Linked DNA regions of Hordeum vulgare: regions 1 and 2 are each linked to region 3. Evidence: chromatin contacts called from public Hi-C data. All regions are on one chromosome and are shown on one strand. Each heading gives the region's core, a stretch centred on a gene start, on an enhancer-like site or on the middle of the called end of the contact. The rest is flanking DNA. Distances are from core to core; before and after follow the strand shown. Region 1 holds the start of LOC123412162 (UPF0481 protein At3g47200-like). Region 2 has its middle 85 kb from the start of LOC123412162. Region 3 holds the start of LOC123411273 (protein MKS1-like).

Evidence for each region. Hi-C and Micro-C count contacts between places; a contact is called where the count stands out from the background.
Region 1: a contact with region 3 is called in a Hi-C map of seedling, with 5 times the contacts expected there. The contact joins the promoter of LOC123412162 here to the promoter of LOC123411273 in region 3. A contact is called at or near these places in 4 of 6 Hi-C or Micro-C datasets (leaf and seedling) and 1 of 1 datasets of contacts at active chromatin or transcription factors (embryo).
Region 2: a contact with region 3 is called in a Hi-C map of leaf, with 2.9 times the contacts expected there. The contact joins the enhancer-like site here to the promoter of LOC123411273 in region 3. A contact is called at or near these places in 5 of 6 Hi-C or Micro-C datasets (leaf, seedling and an unstated tissue).

The regions. Positions count from the first base shown.
Region 1 is chr7H:525,091,308-525,094,758 of MorexV3_pseudomolecules_assembly, reverse strand. It overlaps LOC123412162 (UPF0481 protein At3g47200-like), which reads left to right and starts at 2,041. Exons shown (of 2, transcript XM_045105105.1): 1 at 2,041-2,877. The coding sequence starts at 2,191.
Region 2 is chr7H:525,006,064-525,009,196 of MorexV3_pseudomolecules_assembly, reverse strand. No RefSeq gene overlaps it. Among protein-coding and RNA genes, the nearest start is that of LOC123412162, 85 kb to the left of the region's middle. Within about 2 kb of position 1,361, at least 2 of the 3 cell types and tissues checked have open chromatin away from gene starts, as enhancers often do. A contact at or near this core is called in leaf, where this site is marked.
Region 3 is chr7H:525,220,548-525,223,629 of MorexV3_pseudomolecules_assembly, reverse strand. It overlaps LOC123411273 (protein MKS1-like), which reads left to right and starts at 1,746. Exons shown (of 1, transcript XM_045104203.1): 1 at 1,746-2,961. The coding sequence starts at 1,924. The coding sequence ends at 2,520.

The DNA.
Region 1 (3,451 bases), core at 792-3,291, 130 kb after region 3:
AAACTTGACAAGATAATAATATGGAACCATAAAAAATTATAGATACGTTGGAGACCTATCATCGGCTCTCCGGCGGGCGCCATGTTGGCGGTGGTGGCATTGTCTCTTGGTCATGTGGGCGGCAAGAGGCGGGGCTCTAGGTAGCTGAGGCGCGCTCTTGGTCTCCGTGGTGGCGCCTCGATCCAGATCTGTGGATCTGAACTCGTCACGCATCTCCTGAAGACCTCGTGGTGACACGCGAGAACTATTGGGCGAAAGCTTTGCGCTCTGGCGTCAACGATGACAACGCTCGTGGGTGTCGTTCTCTTTTTGTGACATCGTCGTGGAGTTCCCCTCCGTGTCCGGGCTCTGGCTAAAAACCTTTGTCCATTGTGGACTCGACGGCGGTGACGCATTGTGCAGGCATCCCTGCTGAGGGCGTTGTCGTGAAGCTTAGGTGTATACGGTGTAGCGTGGCGTTGTACTAGGGTCCTACTGTGCTTTATTTCTTTGTGGGTTCGACTTTGTAAGGGGGCTATCTCTCCACTTTGTATCGTCTGACCGTATATTTTTGTTTGGTCATTGCTTTATCTATAAAACGGAACGAAATTCTGTTTCGAAAGAGGCTAAGGCAGACAACCAAACGCGAGCAAGTTGCTTCCTTGATGCTGAGCAGACAGTAGAAATGCAGACAACCAAAACCAAACTATATATAAAATATAGTTGCGTAGAGTGCGGAAATGCTTTTTGGAGGACGGAGCTCATTTTTTGAAAAAATCGGAAATCATATTTTTAAGTTTCAAATTTTTTTGAAAAAATCACACACGTTTATACAGATGTATAATACATGTATGTGAAATCTGAAATACATTACGGCTAGAGCTACATAAAAAATACAAAGTCCTGTTTTTTGAAAGGGTGAACAATACATTCACTGTTCACAGAAAAAATGGAGGAATTTATCTTTTTTGTGTAGCTCGCACCATAATGTATTTCATCGTTAGATTTTATACACATGTAGAACACATACATACGAACGTGTATGCTTTTTTCAGAATTTTTTTGAACTTAAAAATATGATTTTTCAATTTTTTAAAAAAAACGAGCTTCATGGAGCTCGTGCTCCAAAACGCCCCACTCCGTAGAGTGTAGTTATTTTTCATGTAGGCACAGATACAAGTAGGTAAAAAAATGATATAGCTAGGCATTAACGCTGGTCCGAGGGCCTGGACAGAACAAATTAGTGGGGACAGGGGCCTATGGTGGTGGTCTGGTTGTACTCCTACGGATTATATAGTATAATTAACGGAGAAAAGGGCTGACGCCGGTGGAGCCTAGCTAGTCATACGCTGACCAGTACCTCGCCTCGCCGCCAGATCTCGCCTCGCCGTCCACGCATCGGATGCTTGGTGTTGGTGGACAGGGCTGCAGGATACAGGGAGAGAACGACGGGGAGACCGTGATCTGTGCGTGTGACACAGTCACAGATCGTTAAAGTGGGCTGAGACAATGGAGTTGTTGTAAATGATAGGGTCTCATTTGAAAGAAAAAAAGTTGATTGGACCAAAGGTAAAAACAGACAAACAGTCTCTCCTGCAGTGTAGAGAGTATCTGCTTTTGATGTAGCAAAGGGGGACAAAACATGTCATATAATGTTAGAGGGTCAAATCATCTAAACCTAACTATTTTTGTTTGATAAGTGAAGGATTATGAGTACATATAGAGATATTTGTGAGAGCATAGGGTGGCCAATGCCCCTGCCAGCATCCCCTTCCTCAGCTAAGTCTGGACACCTCGCCCGTCGGTATAGGTTATATTATTATTGGTGGCCACGTCACTGCACTAGCATTAGCCATTTAGCATATGCTCTCGCGCTGTCACAGTGATCGGGCCGGGCAGGTCTGCTCGCTTTCCCGCCGATAACATACACAGTTCACACACAAAGGTTGGAGTAATGCACAAAGGGGGCGTATGGTGGAGCCCGTGTAAGCATGCAACTTGTGGCGGAGATGAATCCAGAGACACATCGGTACACGGCCAACTTGCGCGTTTTCGTCAGTCCACTGGGCATCACCACGTCTCCGTCCGGGCCACTGGTGATCGTACTACGTGCAAGTTGGCTGGCCCCCCGTTCCGTCCAGACCTTTCAAAGCCCGGTGAGCTGAGCGGAGCGCCATGCATTCCAGACCCACACACGAGCGCGCGTGATTAATGGGGGAGGCAACCTTGGGCCCGAATAAGGTCGAGTACCCGACGGTGGAGGCGGCAGATGCGGCTTTGGCTTTGACCCCGAGCCCAGGCGGCGGCGGCGGCCGCAGCTGGGTGGTGGAGATGGAGAAGACGATCGGCGACATGAACATCGACCCGGCGGTGGAGATGGCGCGCTGGAAGCGCCACTCCGTCTACCGCGTCCCGGAGCGGATCAAGAACCTGCACAACAGCAAGGCGTACCAGCCGGAGCTGGTCTCGCTGGGGCCCTTCCACCACGGCGACCCGGAGCTGCTCCCCATGGAGGAGCACAAGCGCCGCGCCGTGGTGCACCTCGTCAAGCGCTCCGGGAAGCCGCTGCGGGAGTTCGTCGCCGCCGTGGCGGAGGTGGCCACGCAGCTGCTGGACGCCTACAAGGACCTCGGCGAAGAGTGGCGCGGCGTCGACAACAGGGAGCGCTTCGTGGAGCTCATGGTCACCGACGGATGCTTCCTCGTGGAGGCCATGAGGATGGACGCGCTGCGGGGGAAGGTGCACGAGGACTACGCGCCCAACGACCCCGTCTTCAGCAAGTACGGATATCTCTACCTCTGGAACTACATCCAGTCCGACATGGTCGTCGTGGAGAACCAGCTGCCGCTTCTCCTCCTCCAGAGGCTCCTGGTTGTCATGGATCATGACAGATATCAGGTACCGTACTACTCTTTCACTTTATTACTACATCCATCCATGATTTTTTTGCACCTTCCTTCTTTACAGACAATTTATCAACGTCGACCGACCAGATTTAAACCGACAATTTATCTCACTTTACTGATATATTTACGAACTCCTTAAATCAGCAACAATTCATATGGATTGGAGGGAGCAACGTATATGGTTGCTCTGGAGCATAACATAGCAATATTAATTGATCACTCGGATTGGTACTATCTCGCTATCTGCCTTATTTTTTGCGGGAAGATCTTCTATCTGCATTTCGATTGGATTCAGTTAGTTGGCTTGACTGGATTGGTGCTGGCTTCAGTTTAATTGGCGTGGAAGGCATGGCTCAGCTAGTGTTCTTGCATGCCGACCTCGACGGCGACGCATGAAAGAGACATTATAGACATGATAGATTGTCGGCACACTCTGTGTGAAAGGGATGTAATCTTAGCTCTTCTCATCACTTACTGTTGATGCGTCGGTGGCGAACTGGAGATCGATGTGTAGGGGCATCGAGCTCGCGAACTGATGGATAGAGGGAACAAGGGGAATCAAAGAA
Region 2 (3,133 bases), core at 112-2,611, 210 kb after region 3:
TTCAAAAGTTTGTTCACTTCTCTCTGGGTAGCGGGCAAGTAGACGGTGGAGGTTGAGTTGACCGGTTGTGGTTTGGTCGGGGTTTTGCTTGATTGTTTGCAATTGTGTGGTTTTTGTCTAATTTTCCTTATAAACAAAGTCAAGTTCATTCTTCTTTATGAATTTGGAGGAGCATCCTGCCCTCTTGGTGAAGTTTTATAGAAAATAAATTAAAATGTTTTCAGCATCCTGCGATAAATTAGTTGTCATCAACGTGTCCTGTCTACTTGACTTATTGATGTTTTTCTTCACTTGTTTGTGTGCCAATGATTAGCGCCTATGTGCCCTCAAAATGGAAATACTTTCCCATCGGGGTTTCTTATGATGCAACCAGTCCATCAATGTGAAGTCTTAGGTTTGCCGTCACTGCATGCATTTTCCTCAATTTAATTTAGCTCTTCGGTATTGTTTGCTCAGTGCGAAGAGACATTCCTATCGACTACGAGATACCCGTGGTGATCTCGTCAATCTCAAAATGTTGTGTTGGTTCGATGTTTCGAAGAAGCTCATATGGGTAAGGTGTGTGTTCATGTGTTCATTGGGGTAATTTCTATGTGTATTTGAGCATTTCAATTGTATTGTATTCAATAAAAAAAGAAAATACTACTTCCCCATTTCATAATATAATGTGCATTGATTTTTGTGAAAGTCAACCTTCACAAAGTTTCGTCAAGATTATTGAAAAAAATTCTAGGTATACCATATTAAATTATATTTCATAACGGATCAAATTGTACTATTGATTTGGTATTCTAGACATTGACAATTTGTTCTACAAATTTGGTCAAAAATTTATAAGGTTGACATAAAAAATATCTAATGCACAATGTTGGGACGGAGAGTATGTACCACTTGGTCTACTGTATGCTCGATCTAGAGCTGTTTGCTGCTGCTTAACATGTTGTGCCGAACTTATTCTAGGAGTCGTGACATCACAGTAGCGAAAAGATGAATCCACCTTCTCCCAACTGCCAATTTTGATCCACTAGCTAACTTTCAAAGCGGAGTGAGTTCAAGTTCCCTCGCACTTCGGTCGCGAGTGACTAGTGACAAGAGCAGTAGTCCCCCTCGCAACTTGCTCGAGTGCAGATAGATAGATTGGTTACCTGTTGCTCTGGCCGGTGATAGTACAGCGTAGCAGCAGGCGTCTTGCCATGGACTGTCGGGCACGGGACACACAGTAGTCCTAGCACATCACGAGTAGCTTGTTGTTAGGGTTAGACGCTGCATTAAACATGATCGTCTGCTTCCTGTGTTAACTGTAGGCTCCCGTGACGTACAGATCGGAGTAGGGGAGACTTCTCCGGCGTCCGCCTTCCTGTATGTATAAAGCTGGGGCTACTCTAGCTCCTGTCGCCGGCCTATGATCAGCAGCGCATGCGGCTGCAGCGATGGACGACGTGATGCGAACGCAAAGCCAACTTTTATATTGGGAAAATGATGCTTGTCGACTGACTGCTGATCACGCGTCAGGATCGGCCGTCTCGTTGGTCTGTGCTACCTGCCCCTCGTGGTTAAAATGTGAAAAATAGCCACGATGCAGTACCACGCCCAACCACTCCTACCTTATCCTATAGGTGGCACCCATTTTCCTTTTGCAAACTAACGCAGATTCATTCTAGAAAACAGACACAAAAAATTGTTCGGTTTTAAAATTAGAACCGCAAGCAATACCGGACTGACGCTAGTTTTGGAGGTTCCCTCGAGCGAACGATTTGTTCGCTAAGGAATTAGGCGAGGAACAATTCAGCGAACGAGATATTCAGGGAACAATTCAGCGAACAAAAGTCAAAATGTCAGTTGTAGCAAAAATTCAACGAACTCGAGTTGCAATCAAGCATGGATGTAGTTTTCTGAATGAATAAAATGTAGCAAAATGACAAACCTTTGCATCAAATTTATATATGGTTACAGCAAATCTAAGAGAAAAAATATTACAAGGCTGTCTGACAGCGCGTGAGGGCCGCGAACGCCGGCCGAACGAGATACCCTTTCTCGAGCGTTCGCTTTAGTGGGGATCCAACGATTTCTTTTTGAGGCAAGATCCAGAAAAAAAAAATGAGGGAGACAAGATCCAAACGAGACGCCCTTTCTCGAGTGTTCACTTCAGCAGGGATCCAGCCATTGAGAAGCCCTTTCACAGAGGCCCAGATAACTGAATTTTTTAACAAAACAAATTGCGAACAATAAAGAAAATTATTATTTTATAGGGATAACATTTACAACTACCATGCTCTAATTTCTAAAAATTGCCATGCTATACTTTATAAAATTATCATCCTCTAATTTATAAATTTACAATGGTATAGTTAAATAAATGTGCCATGTTATCTGGAATAATAAATTCGCCATGCTGTAATTTATAAACAATTGGAATGGTCAGATGGCAACTTTAACAGAAAAAATATTTTCCCACGTCATGCAAAAAAAAGATAAAAATTATGGGTGATTAACATGGCAAACTAAGAAAATGTTGGCTTCTCTAAAAATCATACAATGTTTATAAAACTTCTATGATGCTCTCATGGCAAACTATATGCTGTAAAAAAATTGTGCTCATGAGAAGGTGGAAATTTGCCATGTCAATAAATCTGATTATACATAAAAATATATTTTACCATGCTATGTTAAATAGATTTCCCATAGTAAGTTCAATAGTTTTCTATGGTCCAAAAGAACAAATAGTTGTAAGACAAAGAACATTGCCATGGTCTAATTAATAGAAATTCCATGGTCTAAATAAAAAATTGTTATGCTACGTACAGTAGAACAACCATGATCTAACTAATAAAAGTTTCATGCTCTATATAATAAATTTGTCATTGTATGAATAACAAAATTGACATGCTATGTAACATAAAACTACCATCGCTTAATTAATAAATTGTACATTGTCTAATTCATAAATTTTTCAAGGTCTTTATAATAAAATTACCGTGTTGCTTCAATAAGACTACAAAGGCAATAAATTTTACATGCTCTTACTATTATAACTGCCATGCTACCTACAATAAAAATTGCATATGATAATTTTACGATTTGTTTCTCTAAAAACACATGCTAACTTTTGGGGATTTGTAATGGTTACATGGAA
Region 3 (3,082 bases), core at 497-2,996:
TTTTGGGTGGGCCGGGTGTGTTGGAGTTCATGTTTGGTGTCCGTACTCCCGCGAAGTTCCTCACGTCTATCTCCGGTTTATGGAAGAAAACACATCCGGACGGCCCCACGGAGTGATACAGGCCTGTGTTGGATGGCTTCGGTGGTCCGGACAGCGCGGCCCAGACGGATGCGGGCACTTTGTGGGTTCGTCTTGGAGATGCCCTTAGACTACATTAATGCAGAGTATCCTACATGAGTATCATGCATATGATATTGATGTTTGATACTCTCTTCATCGTGTAGAATATCATATGGTATATGTTTTATTGCGAGATATGTGATAGTGTTTTATGTGGCCTAACTTTCTTTACATGAATGACAGATAGAAATACATCATTAATTATTATGATAAGTAAGAATGATATGATATTGACTTCTTTTTCTTCATTTAATTGTATGCCACTCGCATGCATAATAGTAATTGTTATGATACCCGCCACGGAAGGTGTTATAGTTCAAATGGAGTTTTTCTCAGGAAATGTGAAGAATATTGTTTTGGAGCTGGGCATCACCTTTCATTTACTTTTGAATGGTTTTTACAACAACAAAAAGGAGCAGGGAAGGAAGAAACTTGAAACTCATTGTGTATGCCTACCATCAGCACACAAACTACAAGGCGAAAACATGAACCAATGTGTTAACGAACATAGTCTATTAGTAAGCGACCAATGGACGTCGCAAGGACCAGCAACACAACATGGAATAAAGCAAAAAAGATCATACATTGTCCATCATTTAGATCAACAACCAGCATATGCATGAGGAATTAGTCATGCACATGCACATCATGTGCACAACATTTAGAAGGATCATTTCATCACCTTGCTTCAAGGCATCCATATCTTCCGGTTCTCGAATACTCGTCCAATATTAGTCCAATTAAGAATCTGGCATTTTGTTTCCTTTAGTCTTTGACACACAAATCCTCTTTCTTTTTCAGGACTCCTCTAATTCATAGGATAAGGAAATGGAGAATTAGAAAGAAAAGAAGAGTAGAAATAAGATAGTAATACATGTGTGAAATATAGGATTGGCAAATACAGAAACTCTATAATGTATGGCATTCGTGTAAGTCATGAAAAAAAAATCAGTACTCCAAAATGCTTAATTGCAGTGCAAAAAAAAAAAAAAAGATACGACATGAATCGTGAAGAGGTCAATTGTGGAGAAATTAAAACTTCCTTGTTGGCACAACTATTTGCTTGATCTAGAGCTAGAGCTAATGAGGTTCCAACATGGTACGTCTCTTGCAAAGGAATTTTGGAATGAGGCAATGAGTCGAACTTTCCATTCATTTACTTCTGTCTTGAAGCTGAAGCTGAGATGAGAGAAAGATATCCTCTAGCCCTTCCATCCATCCATTCATGTGAATCAAAGGGGCGACAGCACCGCCGAGTAAAATTCGAAGAACGAAAAATTGACCTGAACAGAAGTACAGAAGACAACGTGTGGGTGTGGCTACCAAACATCATATTTCTCTGTAAATAAAACCGGGGTATTGCACTTCAAACGGGATTGTTCCAGCAGTAAAAAATATATGCATGTGTCGACGACGGAGCACACAACCATGGCTGCGGAGAGAGGCGACCACACAGGATGGAACACGAGGCACGTGCCACGCCGCACCACTCTTGTCTCATTCGATTTAGCCTTTAAAACGCCAGGAAGGAGGCGAGGACGCTGTCCATGGCTATATAAGCCGTTTTGCCCCCGTAGCTGATAGAAGATCGTTACGTTTAACCTCTAGCTGTCCCGATAGAAGATCATCCGTGTCTGCCTGCCTCAAAGTCGCACCTATCCTGCTATCCATTACCCCCGGCCGGTAGCTATCCGCCCGTCGTCGTTGTCGCCGGCCCGTGCGCTCCCTTGTGTTCCACCTCCCATGGCCACCACCACCAGCTACGACAACGCCGACGTCCGGCACAGGGCCCTCGGCGTGCACGGCGCGTCGCGCAAGATCGGCAAGCCGGCGCAGCAGCAGAACCGGAAGCCGGTCATCATCTACATGGTGTCCCCCAAGGTGATCCACGTGGAGGCCCACGAGTTCATGTCGCTCGTGCAGCGGCTCACGGGCCCGGAGGTCGCCGGGGAGGACGGGCGGGAGAGGGCGTCGACGTCGACGTCTTCCCCGGGGGCCGCGACCGACAGAGCCGGGAGGGCGGCGCAGCCGGTGCGCGTCAAGGCCCGCGCCCTGAACCGGCCCGGCCCCGCGGTGTCCGTCTCGGTGACGGCCACGAGACAGCAGCAGCAGAACGTGCCGCCGTCGTGGGCGGGGCCGTCGCCGTCGCCGACGACGGGGTTCCTGTTCCACGACCTCAGCCCGCTCCGCGGCGGGGCGCTCAAGGGCGAGGCGCCCATGGTCTCCCCGTGGCTGCACCAGGCCAGCGACCATTTCTTGAGCCCCGGCGGCGCGTCGGCGCTCGGCTCGCCGTCCGGCTTCCTCGACATCTTCGGGCCGCTATCATCTCAGCAGCAATAATCGGGTGAGGGCCGGTCAACCCGCGACATGGTCAGAAGTCTTTACCAACTCAATATGCATTAGGGTTTTCTGCATGATGGACACGCATGCTCGCTCGCCTCACGCACGAGATGATCGAAATTGGCCCGGCGTTGTCTAGACTGGTTTGGCAAGCTGTAAATTAATTAGTAGTCTGCTAGGTTCTTGCAGTATTGATTTTATGTGTTTGATTTTGATTTTTTTTTGTTTACCTTTGTTTGCAGTTCTTGCTGTACATTAATTGTAATAACCGGTGCACCCATGAGATATGAAATTGATTTATTTGTTGATTCGTTCTAGTTGGTGCTGCAAGTTGTAATTGGCAGGAGCAGCTAGCTAGCTAACTAATGCATTGGGCGATTGAATTGACAGAACATATATGCAGAAATGCAAGATATATATCATATGGTGCTTGACTTACTAGCTAGCTGGACTGCACATATGTGGTTCCATTTTCCCCGCCGTGTGTACATGCGAACCACTTCTGCTCGAGGAAATTAAGCGTGTCGTATTTAAATTAATCCAACGGAGATACGGTGATCTA